Regions from separate parts of the Sus scrofa genome. Here regions 1 and 2 are each linked to region 3. The links are chromatin contacts, called in public HiChIP or PLAC-seq and promoter capture Hi-C maps. All regions are on one chromosome and are shown on one strand. Each heading gives the region's core, a stretch centred on a gene start, on an enhancer-like site or on the middle of the called end of the contact. The rest is flanking DNA. Distances are from core to core; before and after follow the strand shown.

Region 1 (3,658 bases), core at 855-3,354, 210 kb after region 3:
GGTTAACGAATCCGACTAGGAACCATGAGGTGGCGGGTTCGGTCCCTGCCCTTGCTCAGTGGGTTAAGGATCCGGCGTTGCTGTGAGCTGTGGTGTAGGTTGCAGATGCAGCTTGGATCCCGCGTTGCTGTGGCTCTGGTGTAGGCCAGTGGCTGCAGCTCCAATTAGACCCCTAGCCTGGGAACCTCCATATGCCTCGGGAGCGGCCCAAGAAATAGCAAAAAGACAAAAAAAAAAAAAAAAAAAAAGAACTTACATTCAAGAACCCTCAAGCGAGCACAGGTTTCCTGGGTGGCACTTCCCTTAGAGCTGCTTTCCAGGGCTTCTATTTCTACTAAATAAATATTTGTTTCCCAGAGACGGTCTTGGACTTGCTAAAGGAGCAAGCTGAAGAAGCTGCTAGAAAATCATCCAACGCAACTGTAACTTCCAGGCCAGACCGGGCCTCCTCTCGGAAAGGCCCCTCCAAGAAGCCAGCTTCCCCCACAAGCAGCAGGAAGCCGTTTCCTCGGCCTGGGGCAAAGAAGCGAGTGTGGTCCCCAGGCCCCCAGGGGAGGAGGAAGCAGAGCCCCAAGACCCCCCCAGGCAGAGGGGCACAGCGGCAGCGAGCTGGCAGGAGCCTCCCTCTGATGCTTCCGTCAAGGTGGTGGGTCAGGGGATGAGCTTCCAGTTTGCCCCTGGGGAACTGCTGCTGCTGCTGCTGCTGCTGCTGCACATGACCTTAGACACCTGGGAAGCTGGGGTGCAGGCGAGGACCAGTGGTGAGAGCTTGACCTTGGGCTGCGCAGTGGTCTTCTCCTCAAGAACCTTGTCCTCTGACCTGACCGGATGCCCCATGTCCGCTTCTGCAGCGAGACCAAAGCCCATGTTGCCAGGCTACCTGGCTGCCTGTTTGCCAGTCTGTAAACCCGCTTGGAAGTCCACTGTGTGTCCCTGTTTGTAAGTGCCCGTGACCTAAGGCAATAAATCAACACTTGCTCAAATGGACCCGGAGTGTTTGATCTCCTGGATGCTTGCCTGGTGGTAAGAAATGGGACGTGGAGTTCCCGCGTGGGGCAGGGGCTCGGCAGCGTCTCTGCGGGCCAGCACGCAGGTTCTGAGCCTGGCCAGGCACAGCAGGTTAAAGGATCCAGTTGCCCCAGCGGGGCCTAGGTCGCAGCTGCGACTGGGATTTGATCCCTGGCCCGGGAACTCCCTATGCCCAGGTGGCCGAAAAAGACAGAAAAGAAAAAAAAAAAAAAAATCTGCCGTGCTTCACCCAGTTTGCCTAAGAGCCATGTGTCACTCCCAAGCCTCATCTCAGGTCTAAGAGGGGGCTTGTAGTGATGCCTTTGGGGGAGAGCTCCTCTAAAATGGATGTCTCCTTCGCCCTCACTGAAGCGAGGGTATGAATAAAGGCAGGTCCTCTGGCGCCTACTGTTCTGCGGGGCAGAGAGCATAGCAAACATGACTACAGGTTGCATACCTATTATGTGCTAAGTTTATATCCACTCTCCAAAACCTCAAAACCTTGCTGCTTGCGTGTTGCCCCATCACTTCTGCTGCAGATCAGGGAAGTGAGGCCTGGCGAGGTTAGGCCACTTGCCCTGGACCACGGCAGCAAGGGAGCGGGGAATTGTTCAGCTGGACTTGAACCAACGCCCCTGTCAGCCTCTCTGGGGGCCCCCAGGGAGGGTGGTGGCTTTTAACCTGGTACTTGAGGAATGACAGAGCTAAGAGCTTCAACAAGTTCTCCAGATTCTGCAGAGTACCCGGAAGAATATAGGCAATTTGACTTAATGGAACAAAACCAAAAATGCCAGGGTTTTAGGATCCAGAGCTAAAATCTTGCAAGCCAAGAAATTGTCCCAGTCACATCATCCTCAAAAGAACCCAGATTAAGAAATACATTCTCTTGTTTTTTGTGGAGTTTGGGTTATGCTGGGGGAGATACTTGATTTCGTCTCAACAAGTGCCATGCTTACAGCTTGCCAGGCACAGTACAGGCTCTGGGAGACCCAAAGAGATGAAAGGCTTACCTGCTGTAAGCACTGTTAAGCATTAACTTGAACTCAAGGTCATGAGACTCGGGATCCTTGAACTTGCCCCATATGAGAGCTGCAAATGGGAGCCGCCCATTTAATTAAAATTTTTCTAGTAGCCAAAAAAAGGTAAAATTAATGCAATTACACAATTTATTTAATCCTGTATATTATGGTATTATTGTTTCAATATGTAATTGATTAAAAATTACTAATGGGATAGTTGACATTCTTTTTTTTTTTTTTTTGGTACTGAATTTTCTAAACCCAATGTGTATTTTATTTCAGCAAATCTCAATCTGGAATAGCCACATTTCAGGCACTCAATGGTTTCATGTGGCAGGGGGCTAGTTTATAGACAGTCCTTTATCAAAACATCCTGGGTGCGGACAATTTCTGTATTCAGAAAATGCTCTGGGGAATTCCCGTTGTGGCTCAGCGGAAACAAACCCAACTAGTAGCCATGAGGATGCGGGTTTGATCCCTGGCCTCTCTCGGTAGGTTAAGGATCCGTGGTTACCACCAGCTGTGGTGTAGGTAGCAGATGCAGCGCGGATCTTACATTGCTGTGTCGTGGGTCAGCAGCTGTAGCTCTGATTCGACCCCTCACCTGGGAACTCCCATATGCCACTCGTGGCCCTTAAAAAAAGAAACAGAAAAGAAAGGGCACTGGTGACTATAGTCACCCAGCATTCGGGAATTCAGGGTAAAAACTGCAAACCTTGGCTTCCCGCGCAGCCCGGGCCCGTTTATTTCGGGGAATCGCTCCCTCTTTCTCTCGTAGGGGGCAGGATGGTGGCGCCAAGCTGGGCTCTGAACGCCAAGCTGCCACGTGTCCTCGTCCAGGCCACGCGGGCCAATCTCTGGGCCCGGCAACAGGGTCTGGAGGCGCCCTCGCCGCGGGTCGGGCCAGCGAGAGCCGGGCTCCAGCGCCACCAGGCGGCCGCGCGGCGTCACTGCAGGCGCAGCCACGTCCCGCCCGCCCCGCGCACCCGCGCCGCGCGCCGCGCGCCGTCGAGGTCCCCGCGTCGCCGCCCTCTGCCTTTCGTAACTCGGCGCGGGGTCTGGGTTTGCAGGGCTTTGAAAACGAGCCCCCGGCGCCTTGCGCCCTCTCTTCCGGCGCTCTGGCCGCAGATTCGGGTAGCGCCGGCCACCGTGGACCATTTTTCTTTTTTTCCTGCTTCGCGGCGTTCCAGGATTTTCTCTTCCGGGTCGCTCTGAGGCACGGTAAGCATGTTCGTGATTTATATTTCAGGACTAAGTCCTGCCAGAAGTACCGTTTTTTAGAAATCACTGTTTCATTTTGGAATCCCTGGTGCGTATTTACGCGGGATGGTTTTTTAAAAAAAGCGGAAATGCAGATGAGGCCCCAGCGAGGATCGAACTCGCGACCCCTGGTTTACAAGACCAGTGCTCTAACCACTGAGCTATGGAGCCTGCTCACTACCTGGCGCGCTGTAATTCAAGGACATTGGAAGTAACATTGCTTTCCGGCAGTCTCAATTAACTGACCCTCGGCGTCCACTATCTCGGACAATTGTAAAGACAACGTAATAAGCAGAAAAAAAAGCCGAATCTCAAAATTGTATGTTTATGATTACCAAACACGAATTCATACCGACGATACATTATGCATA
Region 2 (3,295 bases), core at 424-2,923, 200 kb before region 3:
TGGGAACAGAATTGTCTGAGCCCCTCCCCCAGGAAGACCAGGCTTCCTCCTTTCCTTTAGTTTTCAAGCTAGAGGTGCTGAGGTCGGGATACCCCCAGGTCTGGGATTTAGACAGTCCCCCCTGACTGGGGAGAATGGATCCAGGACTGGAAACAGGAGACCAGTTAGGGGAACAGGAGGAAAGAGCCTCAGCCCTCGTCCACCCCTGCCCCACCTCGTCTCTCCTCATCCCCCCTCCTCCTCATCCTGGGATCTTTAGAATCACCCTGGGATCTTTTTCCTTTTTAGGGCCACACCCACGGCATATGGAAGTTTCCAGGCTAGAGGTCCAATCAGAGCTGCAGCCATTGGCCTACATCACAGCCATAGCAACGCCAGATCCGAGCCACATCTGCGACCTACACCACAGCTCATGGCACCAAACAGGTACCAAAATGTTGCGGCTCCTGCTGGTCCACGGATGCCTTTGGAGAACAAGGCACTAGGTTAAACTTGGAGCTGTGGGGGCCGGCCCTGTGCACAGCCCAGCTGGGGCCTCTCACACTCTGATGACCTTCTCATGAGACTGGGGGCGAGGTCACAGCCTGGCTCAGCACTGCGCCCCCCACAAGGTAGGGTTCAGTCACGCCCGTCTGAATATATGAAGTAATTCAAGGAACAGAATGCATTTCAATGTTTGAATCTTTTACTTTTTTCATTTTATGGCTGCACCCGCGGCATGTGGAAGTTCCTGGGTCAGGGGCTGAATCCAAGCCATAGCTGTGACCTACATGGCAGCTACAGCAATGCTGGATCCCTTAAGCCCCTGTGCCCATGCCTTCCGTGACCCGAGCTGCTGCAGTGGGGTTCTTAACACACTGCGCCACAGCAGGAACTCCGACAATGCATTTCAAAGGGCCCAAACCCAGAGTGTTTCAGATGCTCCCACCCCAAGTGGACCCAGATGCCTCTGGTTGGTTGGTGGCACCCAACATTTACTCCAGGGACTACCCAGAGCCCACCTGGCTGCCTGAACCATTGACTACATGGGGCCTGGAGCTTCAGGCTTAAACTCAGAGAGGCACGTCCTGCAGGCTGAAACTCACAGCAGCTGCGGCTGCCTGGCGCTCCCAAAGGAAGGGTGGGCCCAGCGCCTATGTCTCTGGGGGTGAGGAGAGGAGCCGGAAGGAGGAAAGGGCCGGACCGAGGCCGGGAGATAAGCCTCTAATGACGGCAGCATCTGATCTGCCTCTCCTTCCTGCAAATCCTCAGGCACAACAGTGTGAAATCTGAACAAGTGCGAATGCCTGGGGCCCCAGCTGTTTCTCATATCAAGGCCCAGTCCCAGCCTGTCATGGCAAAAAGCCCCCCCTACCTCCCCTCCCAACACCCCACCCCCAAGGATGCAGTGGTGAGATGCTGCTGGCTGTGGCCCAGCCCCTGCAGAGGGAGAGGAGGGTCGCCCCAGGCTGGCCTAGGCTCTGGCCTGGTCTCTATAGCCCGGCTGCCACTGAGGCTCTGGGTTGGCCCCCTGCTGCTGCCCGTTTCCCTCTCCACCGCCTCCTCCTGCTCCCAGGGACCCCCCGATCTGTCTTCCCACCCTTGTGAGTTTCACAGAGCCTCTGGGAGGCCAACCAGGCGGCTGGGGATGGACAGGGGCAGCTGCCTCCCTGGGAAGCGGGACCTGGGGAGACTCTGAGCTCTGAGACAGACCCTGGCCAGGTCAGGTGACGGCCCAGGAATTGCTGGGGACAGCGAAGCTGTGGGAAGTGCTTGGGAAACACCTGCTAGTCTCAGGTCAGGGGCTGGTGCTGTGAGGGCCGGGGGCCCATGGCCACGGCCTATGGTGGAACTCACTGTTTGAATGGGGCGGGGGTAAGGGAGCCACAGGGCAGGGCAGGGTGGCTTCCTGCTGCCCTTAAAGAGAGACCAGGTCCATCCAGCCTGCCAGGGCCTAGCTGTGTGCCTGACAGGCAGATAAGCTCAGTAGAGGTTTTTTAATTATTATTTTTTCCTTGCCTTTTATGGTTGCACCTTCCCAGGCTAGGGGTCGAATAGGAGCTGCAGCTGCCGGCCTACGCCATAGCCACAAGCTACAGCATTGCATGATTGGGTTGGCGACCTACGCCATAGCTCATGGCAATACTGGATCCTTAACCAGCTCAGCGAGGCCGGGGGTGGGGTGCAGGGGGGAGGGCGGGAGGGGCAGACGGCTGTGGCCCCTGAGTCAGTTGGGTGGCTCATCAACCCACTCTCCTGACCTGTGGGATCCCAGGCTCCAAGCATCTGCTTCTCACCAGGCTGCTGTGGTTCTGCTGAAGCCTGGGCCAGAGGGGCCACTGCGGCAGCACCAGCCACGTGGAGCCACTGAGGAGGAAATAAATTAAAACTCAAAATTCAGTTCCTCAATCATCAGAGCCATGGGTTTTTTTTTTCTTTGTTTTTCTTTTTTCTTTTTAGGGTCACAGCATATGAATTTCCAGGCTAGGGGTTGAATCAGAGCTGCAGCTGCCTGCCTACCCCACAGGCACAGCAACACGGGGTCCGATCGGCGCCATATCTGTGACCTGACTGCCCCTCATTCGTGTTCCTGCCTCACGGGGAAGCCATTGCTTCTGAATGATGAAGAACAAGCCTGTGTGTGTCCTGGAGGATGTCCACCTGGACCCAGGTCACACGTGGCCCAAGGAGGCGAGCAGCGCTCTTGCACTCACTGCCCAGAGCCAGGGATGGGCTTCAGGTGTCACTGTGAGGGGCCAGGGCTGCCAGGCCCTCTCCCTCTGCTCTGTCCCAGGAGTGGCCTGGCCTCCAGTCCATGGGACAAAGCCCGCGTCCAGCCCTTCTGACTGTGGGTCTGGAAAAGACGTGGAGCCGGGCCCATGTCGCTGGTCAATGTCAGGATACCCCGCCTTTCCAGTCACAAAGAAACGCCGAGCTCAGGAATTCCAGGGCCCGGGAGTCTTCCATCTCCTTCTCTCCACCTGCTCCGGCCCCAGATAAGGAAGCATCCCTCCTCCTCCCCCACCCCCACCTCCGTGTGTTTCCCACCCGACTCCAAGCACCCACTTCCCAGGACTTTTTCCCAGGGTGTGGACACACAGGGCCTTTAGCGTGTGTGAAAGCAGGGACAGGGAGCCGGAGGGAGGGACCAGCAAGCAGGATGGTGGTGAGCAAGGGCCCCAGGCACCCTGTGAGGACAAACATACTGTGTCCTCTGTCCGTTTCCACAGAAGACAGGCCCTGACGCTCCACCCAAGGCCTCCTCACCTCTGCACCTGATGGCGGCCCAGATAAGAAGCCCACCAACCCCATGCCA
Region 3 (3,523 bases), core at 334-2,833:
CAATAACAAGTTAGGGCTCTTCCTAGCTACCTTGACCAGTTGTGATAAAAATCCAAATTTGCCATCTACCTAAAGCTAAAGGAGTCTTTGCAATTTCACAGAAGTGAGACACTATATGATGTAGATTAGAAAGTACATATTAATTGCCATCAATTAAACATTAATAAAACGTAGCAAATAAAGTTACTAATTACCTTTGACAATGATAAAAGCAAGCCTACATACTACATGATGTCCAATAAGGAAAACAAAATGCGCTAATGTATATATAACAACAGATCGTGGATTATCAATACTTTTTAAAAAACTGTCAAGGGCAAATATATATGTCCTCCTTATAGCAGAAATAAAAAATAACAGTAAATCCAAAATTACTAGTAACTGGTTGCACCCTAATCTAAAATTGCCCTCAAATACTAAACACAATAGGGTAACTTTTGGTAAAAATGTATCAGAAAGTCAGGCAGAAAAACAACGATCTGCAACTGCAAACGTGACGTCACTGATTTGCCATGTAATTATCACTGTAATTCCAAACGCATTTAGAAGTTCATTCCATGACAAAGAAAATAAGACAACCTAAACTCTGCAGGGCAGAGAAGATTCCAAAAAGAAAACTTTGCATGGCTTACTTGTATGAAGACAACTTTAAAGCACGATCTTGTTGACAAAGAAATGTAGCCTAAGTTGGACCTGGGTGAGAAAGAGTTCAAGTTTTCCCTGGGCATGTAACATTTTTCCCCGAAATCCGCACGGGTAAAAAATGAATAAATAATTTGTAAAACGCTCCCTTAAAGAGCCAGCATCAATTGCAAATGAAGCAAGACGAGTTCAGCATCCAAGAGGTGACTAGTCGTCTTTCGGATGCGTTAGGTCAGGACGTCCTTCTCCTCTAGGACCCTCGGAGAAGGACCCTCCCCTCCAGCCTCCCCTAGAAGCCGGCCTCGCAGACAACCTGCCAAGTCCCGGACACTCCCCAAGCGGGACCGCCTTCCTTCGAGATGCATCCCGCCCGGTGTCACCCGCCGCCCCCTCCCCTCCGGGGCCTCTTCGGCCTCAGGGTCCCGGGTGCCTCCCACCCCAGCCCCCTGCGGCTGCCCTCTGGGCTCCCCGGCCCCCGATCCTGGTCCCCTGCCTCAAACCTTGGGGTCCCGAGTCTCCCTCTGCCCGCGCGGGGAGTCCCGACTCTCCCGTGCCTACCCGGTCTCCCCGTCCCGCGGCGCGGGGCTGCGGCGGCGCCGAAAAGCATCCACCGCGAAGACCAGTGCCTGAGACTCTCCGGCTCCGATCCGGACCGGGAGCCGGCTTCCGCCTCGCACCGGAAGGCATTGGCGAGGGACCGGAAGTCCCGCCCCTCCCGCCGCCGGCCGGTGGGGCGCTGGGCTGTCGGCGCTGGAGCGCAGGGAGGGTTGGGGCCAGGGGGCTCGCAGGCAACCGGGCGGGAGCAGAAGGACTTCGAAGGGGCGGGTTTCCAGGTGTCCTTCTGCTGCTTCCCTTTTCAGCGGATCAGCCAACCTACCTGCAGCCGCTTGACCAGGGGTTTGCTCTGCTCCCAAGCCCTAGAGGGTCAGGATGACTCAGACACTGACCCTTGCCCTCGCAATCTAGTTGAGAGTTGACATAAATATAAACAGAGGTTAATCACAGCACAAGGCGGTATTGCTTCATACCTTAATCCAAATTTTTATCACCTGCTGTATATCATTCAGGAAACAACTAGGCTGTAAAGAGAAGAACGCCCCTATCTTACGGAGCTAGGGAGGCAATGAATCAGGCAGAGAGTAAATCAAACAGCGACCTGTCCCTTGGAAAGCATAGGCTAAGGACAGATATAGGGGCAAACAAGTGCAATGAAATCATCCAGCATTACAGGAACTATGGCCCTGCTGAAGGCAGTGGTGGGGTGTAGGGAGCTGGGCTGAGAAGAGACTCCAGAGATAATGGCTCTTCAGCTGAGACTGAATAAATGATGAATAAGAATTAAAGGTCAGATAAGGTGGGGAAGTGCAGGCAGAGGAGAAGGATGCCAGACAGTGGGAGTTTGGCTTGATCAGAGAGGGGGAGGAGGGTACAGTTAATTTAGCAAGGTCTGAGATCGCAGAGACAAGAGGAAGCTAGGAGAGGAGGCAAAGCCGGATCAGGAAGACTGTTGTGCATTATGCTAAGGAATTTGAACTTTAGACTCCATGCAGCAGGGAATCAATGCCTATCTCTAGGGCAACTGATGAAACACTGAGTTACGAGGTTGAAAAGGATGACTGACCTATTCACCAAAGAAAAGTAAGAACTTGAAAGATCATGGCTAGAACATTTTACTTGTGAGGGTGCATTCTCAACTGCCATGCTGAGATGTTAAGACAGTGGTTAGCTGCAGCAGCTATATAAAGTCAGGACCACTAGGGCCTGGACCCTTCAGGTTGCCGGTTGGGCACATCACCCCAACCGAGTTGCAAGCTGAAGCCACAGGGAACCATGGAATGAATGAAGACTGCATTCCCACTAGACTAATGAGGCTGTTTGCTGCCTCTATTTCCTTGCTTGCTAATACTGCCTAATAAATATCCTCTTGCACACCCAGCCCCATTTTTCCATTTTAAAAAGAAATGATACAAAAATTGTTCCTTCATTTCTTTTGCTTTTGCCAACAACAAACTATGTTGCACTACATGGAGGGAGGATGACAGTAAAAGGAAAGGAAGAATGGACATCACGTAGAAAGTCTATACTTAGAGGGCACAATGTCACCTCTGGACATGGCTTTTGGCTTTCTCCCAATGGGAAGGTTAGAAGTCCATTTGTGGTGCTACATGAAATAACCCAATCATGTAGCAGGTGTGTCTTTGAAAGAATGAGAATGTATACGTGTGGTGTGAGGTATGTGGGGTTTGTGTGGGTGAGGATGTGTGTTTCTCCTCAATAAAAATTTGCCTCCCTGGTTTGGCAATTGAAATAGACACACAGTTCTACTCCTAACTTGAAAAATCACACCGGCAGGTAAAGCAATAGGCTGAATTTTCAGCTCTGAGTCTCCATGATATACATTTCTTTCCCAAGAAGAAATTAGCTACAGGCTGGGAGGATTGAGCCAAAACTTTCCCTGTGAAAACAATGGATATATGTCTTAAAGAGGAAGGTGACATCTCTATAAAATATCCTGATTAATTGCTGAGAAATTACTTCATTTTTAACATTCTCTTAAAAACTTTAAAAATCAAAGACTATCCATAGGCTGTTTGTAACTCCCCTGAGTAGACAGAATCATTGAAGATTATTTCTGAGTCCTCTCAGTTTTCATCCTGAGACAGACCTCACTGCCCAGGAAAGCACCCTGAACATTGTGTTGCCAGATAAAAATACAAGACACCCCATTAAACTTGAATTTCAGATTTTTGTTTGTTTGTTTTGGTGTAAGTATGTCCCCAAATATTGCATGGAACCTACTTTTAATAAGAAATTACGTATTACTTATCTGGAATTTAAATTTAACTGAGCTTCCTGCATTTCTGTTTGCTAAATCTGGCAA

Evidence for each region. Promoter capture Hi-C pulls out the DNA fragments that hold promoters and counts their contacts. HiChIP or PLAC-seq counts read pairs in DNA pulled down with a chosen protein or histone mark.
Region 1: a contact with region 3 is called in a promoter capture Hi-C map of liver, with 4 times the contacts expected there. The contact joins the promoter of LOC110255736 here to the promoter of DISP1 in region 3. A contact is called at or near these places in 2 of 5 promoter capture datasets (fetal liver and liver) and 1 of 47 Hi-C or Micro-C datasets (liver).
Region 2: an H3K27ac HiChIP or PLAC-seq map of skeletal muscle shows a contact between it and region 3. The contact joins the enhancer-like site here to the promoter of DISP1 in region 3. A contact is called at or near these places in 1 of 5 promoter capture datasets (fetal liver), 6 of 47 Hi-C or Micro-C datasets (adipose tissue, mesenteric adipose tissue, omental adipose tissue and 2 more) and 2 of 2 datasets of contacts at active chromatin or transcription factors (alveolar macrophages and skeletal muscle).

Annotation. Positions count from the first base shown.
Region 1 is chr10:11,313,176-11,316,833 of Sscrofa11.1, reverse strand. LOC110255736 reads left to right here and starts at 2,104. Exons shown (of 7, transcript XM_021065090.1): 1 at 2,104-2,150; 2 at 2,806-3,248. The coding sequence starts at 2,104. HHIPL2 (HHIP-like protein 2) reads left to right here. Exons shown (of 10, transcript XR_002336124.1): 10 at 358-987. TRNAT-UGU (a tRNA gene) reads right to left here and starts at 3,458; the gene lies at 3,386-3,458.
Region 2 is chr10:11,721,904-11,725,198 of Sscrofa11.1, reverse strand. No RefSeq gene overlaps it. Among named protein-coding and RNA genes, the nearest start is that of WDR64, 110 kb to the left of the region's middle. Within about 2 kb of position 1,673, at least 8 of the 83 cell types and tissues checked have an H3K27ac peak or open chromatin away from gene starts, as enhancers often do. A contact at or near this core is called in skeletal muscle, where this site is marked.
Region 3 is chr10:11,524,413-11,527,935 of Sscrofa11.1, reverse strand. DISP1 (protein dispatched homolog 1) reads right to left here and starts at 1,583. Exons shown (of 8, transcript XM_021064356.1): 1 at 1,520-1,583.